2 separate regions of the Athene noctua genome follow, and region 1 is linked to region 2. A link is a contact called in public Hi-C data. All regions are on one chromosome and are shown on one strand. Each heading gives the region's core, a stretch centred on a gene start, on an enhancer-like site or on the middle of the called end of the contact. The rest is flanking DNA. Distances are from core to core; before and after follow the strand shown.

What was found. A called contact is a pair of places that touch in the nucleus more often than the background predicts.
Region 1: a contact with region 2 is called in a Hi-C map of heart, with 4 times the contacts expected there. The contact joins the promoter of GPX8 here to the promoter of HSPB3 in region 2. A contact is called at or near these places in 2 of 2 Hi-C or Micro-C datasets (heart and liver).

The regions. Positions count from the first base shown.
Region 1 is chrZ:20,100,890-20,105,747 of bAthNoc1.hap1.1, forward strand. GPX8 (glutathione peroxidase 8 (putative)) reads left to right here and starts at 1,713. Exons shown (of 2, transcript XM_074931949.1): 1 at 1,713-1,944. The coding sequence starts at 1,738. It overlaps CDC20B (cell division cycle 20B), which reads right to left and starts at 415. Exons shown (of 11, transcript XM_074931558.1): 1 at 407-415. The coding sequence starts at 415.
Region 2 is chrZ:19,834,592-19,839,327 of bAthNoc1.hap1.1, forward strand. HSPB3 (heat shock protein family B (small) member 3) reads left to right here and starts at 1,295. Exons shown (of 2, transcript XM_074932226.1): 1 at 1,295-1,848; 2 at 2,290-3,656. The coding sequence starts at 1,378. The coding sequence ends at 1,827.

The sequences.
Region 1 (4,858 bases), core at 463-2,962, 270 kb after region 2:
TTTCTGAAATAATATTAGATGCAAATTACAAGTGTTGAGACATAACTTAGACACCAGGATCTCGCATGGATTTTCTGAAATCAAACACATTCAAACTTCCTTTTAAAGTCAGCATTAGTCACCTGTGCTTCCCTGCTGAGTACAGCTTTATCCATCTGAGCACAGAAGGCTGTGCCTTTTCTGTCTCCACCACCAAAACACCATGCTCACAGGCCTCACTTCCAGGCAGAGATCAAGCCTCACGTGTCCTCACCACACAGAAGACCCATACAAACACTGAAATGTCACAGTGTTTCCCAAGCATCTCTGTTACATAGAAGTGTGTGAGACTCACTATACAGTCTTGTTAAACAAAAGCCACATGGGACTTCAGCTATATTGAGATTATAGAAATGGTTGAACATACCACTATCATAATGTACAAATCAATGATAGTTGAGGTGATACCAAAATCACTGAAAATCAGACACCCAGACTCCACTTTTCACCTTCAGAAAGTCCCATTCTATTTTCATCCTTGTAGCCTCTAAGTGCAAAAAAATCAGTGTGATAAGAAAAATATTGGAGACAGAAATCACTTTTCAACAGTGGTTTAGACTGGGAGGAGAAGAACATTAGCAGAGACTGACAAGCAACATGGTCTGAAAGGTAAATTATAGCTTAGACAAGCCCAAGAACAGAAATGTGAGCAAGACAAAACAAAACCCTGAAAGCTGAAAGGAAGGGAGGGAATAGCAAATGGACAGAAACAAAGAAGATGAACTGAGCAAGGGAAGACATGAAGGAAGACAGAGAAAATTGTTTTTTCCGTAACTGAGTTCTAACCACTATGTGGTATGTATCTTCAGAAACCAAGAGCTACAGGCAAACATCTTTAAAATATAAAACAAAAAAATAAAGACAAATAAGACACCAGACTTGTGCAACTCTAAAGTTCAGTGTCTTTCACAATAGCCTCAGCAAAACACCTCTGCAGCTGCCTGGCTTATACCTGAGATTTTCAGCTAACTCTGTCTTCTCTCATACAGATCTTCCATCTTCTCATCTCAGACAGCTAGTTGCCAGTTAGCTGGTAGCAATAGAAAAAGCAACCCATTTTCCATCATCAGCCCCTGCTGCCATTACAAAAAAAAGTATTATCTTCCCCTATGCCAGCCTAGAAACAAGTTCTTCTCTGCCCTGTGTGCTGTAAAAGAGTTTTACAAACAAAGTTGCCTGTAGTCCCACACCAACAGGTAACAGGCAGGACTGAGGCTGTGAACACAGTGGTTTCAGCCATACTGCCCTTCCTTCTACCTGAAGAGCTGGTCCCCAGACTGCTTCTCCAAGGTCAGTCTGATAGCAGACTGCTGCTGAACAGCTCTGTCAGGGACAACTGAGAGGCCCAGGGGATGTGCTAGAGCTGTGCTACAGACCCACAAGAGGCCCCAGCAGCTCTCAAGACAGCGTACAGACAAACTGTATCCCACAGTTTGGCAAGTTGAACAGAACACTCAGCATCCTTAGGTGATGGGAACACACATTTCATTATTTTCATTTTTTCCCCACCGGAGAGATTTCTGCAATTTACTCAAGAGCTCTGAAGCCCAACAGATGCATTGTGACATGAAACAGCCACTTCTGCAACAGGGACAAAAATCAGCAGCTTGCTCTTTCAAGTCCGAGCTGTGAGTTTCGTATTTCAGCTCCTCCTTCACATTCCAGGCCTGCCCAGGCTCCTCTCCAAAGATTCCGAAAATGGAGCCTCTCACAACTACTTATCCTCTAAAATACTCAGTGCCGAAAGCCAGGGTCTTTGTTGTCTTTCTGTCAATGGTTTTGTGTACTGCCATTCTCTGCCTGCTGCAACTCAGATTTTTTAAACCTAAAATCAAAGATTTTTATTCTTTTGAAGTCAAGGATTCACGAGGAAGGATCGTTCCCTTGGAGAAGTACAGAGGGAAAGTAAGTTACAACTGCATTTTATCTTTGTCTTGAATCTTTACTGAATAAACGGCTGTCCATTTGTAGGTAAACAAAAAGTTTGTGGGAATTTTTGGCAGAGATTTGTCCTAAATTTCTTCAAACAGTAAGCTGGAGAGACATTTATCGAGGCCTGCTCCAGGAATGACGTATTTGATCTAATAAATCAAGAAATATGCTTTTTTTATATTCCTTATTATAAATCAATATAGCCTAACAATATAATTTGTGCATTTTAATCTTACTTAAGAATGGTAGCATGTTGTGTTGAATTCTGGAAGTTGATCTAATAAATATGATTTTACTGCCTGTCCTAAATACCTGCTTTTTTAACTGCTTATATTTAAACAAAGCCATAAATTGGTTTATCCATTTACTGGATTTTTAAAACGGGTTGTCTGCAAGTAAATATCTTGTGCTGCTATGATCCTTATCTGTTTAATGAAATTATGATCAGACAAACTAAATTTGGCCTTCTGGCAAAATGGGTAGTAGGAAATGCCATTTTAAGACTTAATTGTAATCTGTCACCTCTAGGCTTTTTTCTTACTACTATAACATTATTTCTCTAAAGGCAACTTTGGTTGTAAACGTGGCCAGTTACTGCCAACACACAGACAAAAATTACATCGCACTGCAAGAACTACACAGAGAGTTTGGTCCCTCCCACTTCACTGTGCTGGCTTTTCCCTGCAACCAGTTCGGAGAATCAGAGCCTAGCTCAAGCCAGGAAATAGAATCTTTTGCTAAAGGAAACTATGGAGTAACCTTCCCTGTCTTCCACAAAATCAAGATCCTAGGATCAGAAGCAGAGCCTGCCTTTAAATTTCTAATAGGTAACTGTTTTGTTTTCTCTATCAAGCTGCCTATAATCATGGTGTTCTCCCTAAATTCCAGTCTGAGTTTGTGAGGAAACATCATAGTCTTCACAGTCCACGGAGAGAAAAAGGCACTCAGCATACAATTTATCTTGTTTCAATGTGGACATTAAAAATTTGGTCTTAAGAGTTGTACCCTGAAAGCATCTGTTTCTCCTCCCCAATTATAAAATCAGCCTACTGTGACCTGCCCAGCTAGAAACATCCATTTTGTGGATGTATAAACTTGAGTGTAAAGACTCCAACCTACAAAATCCCATTTCACATTATGTGACTGTTGTTGAAAAACACCTTTACTTATGGATAAAAGTATAACCATGGAGGGTTGTATAATTACTGGAAGATTTTACACAAACACATGCAGATGAGAAGATTCCTTTTTTAGTACAGTCATATGACCACCTTTATGTAAACCGTATTGTAAAGCAGGATCATATATACACCATAGTTTATATATAATCACTGATTTGCATTAATTTGACTTGTGAACTTCAGGCCCAGCCTGCAAAACCCACTTGCACAAATACTGCTGTTACAGTAAGCATTTACTGACTTACTGCCCCATACTCTCACAAGCAAAATGAAACTCTTCAGCTGACCAAAGAGCTCACAGACCCAAAGGTAATTTGAAAAGCCTCTCCGAATTTTGCAGAGCTTTGGCCAGGTCTTTGACCCATACTAAACACTGATATATGAAAGACAGAATATTTAGAACATAACCCTTCTCTATCACATCATTTTAACTAGCAAATAAGGTAGAAGGCCTGAACTTGTATTCCATCTCCCTGCCCCATGACAGAATTACTGTAGTCATATGAGAGATTCCAAAACCTCACTCTACTCCAGTTCTTCACTGCCCCTCTTGTCAGAAAGCTATTTCAACATCTAAATGAAATCTTTCTTACATCACTTAAGTCTGTTGCTTCTTGCCATATCCTCTATGATAACTCTCATACTTGAAAATTATTATGATTTAGGAGCTATTTAAGTGGTCACCATTGTCACTGTAACTGTCTTCCTACCTCCCCTTTGGCATGCCACCAAAGATGTCAGGTAAAGCCTCACTGCTCTGAGCTTCCTCATGTCCAGTGAAATTGAATGCACTCTGGAGGTGACTCTCAGTTCATTATAGAGGAGACTAGAGCACACAGGTAGCAGCTGGGTGGGATAAATCTAGATTCTAACTACTAGTGCAACCAGTATCAGACATTAATACCTATACAGAAGCAGAACAGCCATATTCACTCAGTTCTTATTTGTCATACTGTTCACCCACAAGGAGAAAGATGCTCTGGTACTTAAATATTTTGAAACAAGGTCTGTCTTTTCTTGCATTCTTCTGCTTCACATGAAATTACTGTGCAACAAATTAAAGCAGCACCTGTTTTCTTCACATAGCTGTCTTGACAATCAGAAGGTTGAACACCCTCATTCTACAGCCCCTTGTAACTGTGACTGATAGCTACAATTTGTTCAGCACTGTTAGCTAGTCTGGAGCAAAAAGAATCCACCAGTAGCACAAACATGATGCCAAGGCCTTTACACAACTGTTCCTTGTTCATAGCAATAAGGCATTTTGTTGGACCAGTTCAAGGTTTGTGCCCTCACCTTTCCTCAGATAATGTCCAGCTTCCTATGTGTTTGCACTTTGCACGAGTTACTCATATGCACTGATGAACACTAGAATAATATTCAGAGATGGGGTTATCTAGGACTGATCCTAGATACAACAACTCAAAGACATAACTACTATCTGGGCCAGAGCCTCCATGACATGAGCTTTACCATACCCATTTGCTTGCCATGGTGTCTGTCCCCTTAAAGTCATGACATTACAAGTGTAGTCCAATGGCAAAATTCAACCTGTTGTTTCTAAGAATCAGTGTAGGGTTCAGCACTGCTCCCCAGTCAAAATTTCCTGGAGTTTTCTTCTAGTTCTTCTCTCAAAAAGAGATTTCCCTCTAAACCTGTAAGACTCTCCATGGGCAAAGCCAGAGTCAACATGTGCAGCCCTCACA
Region 2 (4,736 bases), core at 45-2,544:
CTGCTAAGCCTGTTCTGCTGTCGACTCAGTGCAGAAGTTCATTTCTGATAGCTGTTGAAATTCAACTGCCTCTGTGAGTCCATTAGCAATCAAATATCCTATATAAACTGACTCGCCATTTTTATAGTAATGGAAGATGTAAGGACAAGAGAGTAACAGAGCTCTGAACAACAGTAGCCAAACAAGAAGGAATAAAAGTATCTCATTTGATTATTTCTAGCATTAGTGCAACTGAGGGAGTTTCCATCATCAGATGCCATAATGCATTCTGCTTTACATTACCAAGCCCAGCTAGAGGGATTTTCTAGCAAATGTACTGAAATTTGGAAATGCTTTTGCCTTTTCACTGCACTTTCCTCTAAGATCTTTTTAACCAAACTATTAACACTTGTAGGTACTATTTGTCCTGAGATCACAGAATAGCAATAAGATTACACCACAGACAGCTTTTGAGGTCATCAGTCTTGCTCCCCAGACACATGTGGTAGATGGGATCATAGATTCAAGCTGTTAAGCCCCCGAAGATGAAGGTTACTGGGACAACGTGATATCATTAAGGATTTGGAGTCGTCTTTACTATTCTGCTGAGGAAAAATAACTCTGCCCTCTCCTGGAAGCTGTGAAACATGATCTTTCCCTATAATTCTCCCTTCACTCTTGAGTCTGACTCCCTGACACACTGGAGAAGGCTCTGCTGTGTTCTAGGTCACTGAGATTGCAGGCTTAGCCCTTCAGGCACCCCCTCTTTGGGCAGAGACATGGTTCCCTCCTCCCACCAGTAACATGGTTAACCATGCCCGTATTTCACCTGTGCGCAACTTCTGCAACAACATTCAGTGCACTTCATAATTTTATAGTTTACCTAACCTGAAATCTGCTCTGTTCCTACTGTCAAGCTAATTTAAATCCCTTCCTCAAGTAACTTTATATTTCAGTTAGAAGAAATACAGTTGGTATCTATTGCCATGTATCCCTTGGCAAAACAGAATCATTAAACTTCTACTTACATCAAAGAGTCACATTATTTGTCTCTCATTATTCATAACTACAAACAGCACAATTTTGCAGTAATCGGATGTGCACTAACATTTTGCTTTTACTGCTTATGCATGAAAGCTGTGCATGTGTTTAAGCCACTCAAGACCCAAGCCCTATAAATAGTGCTCTATTGTTAGTGGATAAAAGATGAAACTAGTCTCCTGGCACTGGAGCACAGCACACCCTATTAAACGCTAAGCTCTGCCTGTGCTAAAAGTGAAAGACGACATCAACTGATAAACTAGTCTGTGGGTAAGGCATATGACTGGGAAGAGTTTGCTCTGACTTTGCAGCTTTCCCAAAGCAACAGGAGCAGCAACTTCTCTTTCTGCCTCAACAATGGCAGAAGCTGTTATAAGACACTGGGTGGAAACTCCTGTACGCTACCAAGAGCAGTTTGCTGTCCAAGAGCTGGAAGCACACAAATTGGACCACTCTTTATACGCTTTGCCAGGCCCTTCCACAGCTACACTGAACAACAGAAGGTGTATCACACAAAGTATAGCTGGCACCAGGAAGAGTGGCCAGGAAGAGGAAAACACACACTTTAAGGTCTTGCTGGATGTTGTGCAGTTCCGCCCCGAAGATATCATTATTCAGACTTTTGAAGGCTGGCTCCTGATCAAAGCTCAGCATGGACCCAGGATGGATGAACACGGTTTCATATCCAGAAGCTTTACCAGACAATACAAGTTACCTAATGGAGTGGAGAACAAAGACTTGTCTGCGCTTTTCTGCCATGATGGCATTTTGGTTGTTGAAATGAAGAACTCGGTGGGAAACAATTAGAACCTTGACCATAGTTTATTGGTGAGATAAAATCATTCTTAATATAACAAAATAATATTATTCAAGTAATAACACTGCAGAGTGTAATAAGCATGTGGCTATATTACAGTAAAGGAAAATATTTGTATATATTTTTCATTATGCTGTTTATTGTTTGATGTGAAATGTTAGACTGCTTGCCTCTAGCTTCACACACGTTGGAAAGCTGGGCTTTTTGAATGGAATAAAATTTAGGTTAGTCACAGCAAGAGAAAAAAATAATCTATTTGACAACATATTGAAGATAAAGCATATTTATGAGTTCAGTAGGAGGAGTTGCATTTCTAGGGAATAAGCATTTGTCATACATAGTCATAATCATTAATGAAGCAACAGACAGGTTGTGAGTCATATAGAAATTTAATTTACATTCTGAAAAAATCTGGTTTTTGTAATTTTTGAGATCAAATTCTTCTTCCTTAGGCTCTGGAGAAGCACATGAACTGAAGGATACTATCAAGAAAAATAAAACCACTATTTCCACAGTTCAAGCTTATTTACAAAAAAAACCTTGTGAGATTGCTTTTTAGAAGTGTGTTGCATGTTTGAAACTATAAGAAAAAAGAATAATCACTGACTACATTTGCTTGAACATACAGTAAGTAGAAATGATAATTTCTGTCAAAGACAAATTAATTTAAAAGAAAACATTAAAAGACATTGAGAAAATAGATTTTGTTTAGCATATTCTGCTATCGATTAGCAACTGAAGAAAAAATGTATTGCTTATGAGTTCTCAAAAGGATCAAATTCTCCTTTGTGAAGTCCTGGTAATAAAAAGGCATTACTCTAGCACAAATGCCTTTATTGTTATGCATTTTAGGTAGTCTTGTTTTTCAATCAGATGAATATTTAATTCTTCATCTTGCTTGACAGTTTAGGCTGAGATCCCATAGCTGCGTCTTCAGGAGCAAATTTTTCTGCCTATATGCATTCTCACACTCCTTGTATGAACATGGGCTCTACATGAGTCTAATTATAAGAGTTCCTTACTACACACACAGGTTTAATTTCTGTCCTAGTGTCTCTCATTTAATGAGAGTGGTAGAGATGAAAAAAATCCACCCACTATATCTAGCATATAGTCTTCTCAACGTTAAAAAAAAATGCTGTTAGTTTGTAAATACTCAAACATTTGAGGAGATCTGCAGCTGCAAGTCGAACTGCCTCCTTTTATGTCTACTGGAGATGAATATGACTGCTGTGCTATGAATAGTAAAGGAATGTGGAATGGAAAGTACCGAGTTAAATACAGACTCTTTATGATACCCATCTGCTGTTTGGACAAACCAAAAACATATTCAAATGAAACTGAATACAAATAAAATTTTAAGAATATGAGAAAAAATCTGATAAACAAAACCCAGGCTCTCACTAGCTCAAACCAGAGAGTTCCCTTAGTTTAAAATGAAAGCCCTAAAGCTTGCAAATCTGCACATTCATTAGAAAGATTCATGTCATGGTCATTTAGACTTGAAGATATTTGAAGCAATTGATTTTAGAAAAGGGGGTAGTCCAATTCTTGCATTTTATTTATTATTTGTGCCAAAACTCACAATGAATTTGTACAATAAATGCAGAATAAGGTCTGGACTGTAAATTTCGATCCTGTGCAATTATTTTATTTTTTGAACAGAGCAGAAGTCAAGAGCCTAATGTTTTCTAACAAAGCAAACCAAATATAAAACATATGTCCCTACATTTCCAGTCAACCCACACTTTCCCTTCATATTGCCTGTGTTTAATCTGTGTATTGGTTTAAGATAATAAATGATCACAGTAGAAAATCAGATCTGGATTTTCAACACTTTTAGGTCAAGAAGCTTCTTCAGACAGGAATCTAATGGAAGATGAAACATGGATTTAAAAAAATTAATTCTAGATACAGGTCTGGATTTAAACTTTACACACCAATTTTATAAAAGCTTACAAGTTTAGACCCATGGTTTCCACATCACCTTATGGCAAAACTGTTGGGATAGAGTTTAGGATCACCAGTTAGTAATCAGCTTTGGTGATTTCTGCTTACAGAGGATTCTGTAAATTCAATCACTTAAAATTATAGGTTTTTATAAAAATTATTCTAGCTATGATTGCAGTGATGGTATTCATAGCCCTCGAGATGAAAAGGCAGTTCTAAAACATAACTGATTAAATAATTTGAAATTACATCATGATTAAACTACTGGAAACTTGGCAAGGAATTAGACCAGACAGCCAAAATCATATAATCTGTTCTATACATGTTAATACCATGGTTACACACAGCCCTGCTTATGTACATAGGCCTGCCTCATAAAACCGGAGGAAGAACTTGGCATTTGACGGTTCTGTCGTAGGTCTCTTCACGTCACTCCATACCCAGAAATAATCACATCATCAGTCTTAAACCATTGGAACATACTGATCCAAACATGGCAGGAACACAGGTGAATTTTACCTTCTTTTGTACCCAGAGCTTTACAAAAGCCTATGTCCATGCTCCTTGGTGAATGGGAACTTGCCCTGGCTCAGCACTCTAGTGTTTGCGTAACAGGGACCATGATGGAGTATGGACCTCTCGCTGGCTTCTTGCATTTTAGCACCAAGAACAACACAGAGCAAAGTGCTTCTCTTTTTAGTGGCCGTGTATCAGCAGTTCTTGGGTGATTTTTATGTGTTTACCAAAACAGCATCAAAGTACTTGGCAGAGCATTTCTGAATTGTCTGGAAAGAGCTGTTTACACATATTGTATGTGATGTTGTACTTTTATAATCTGATTAGAACTGAATGTCAATGTCAAAGAGCGAGCTGCTAATATTGCCCATGGACAGCAGAATGAGAAATTTATCAACAGCAAAGGATTTCAGAACAGCTATAGTTTAAGACA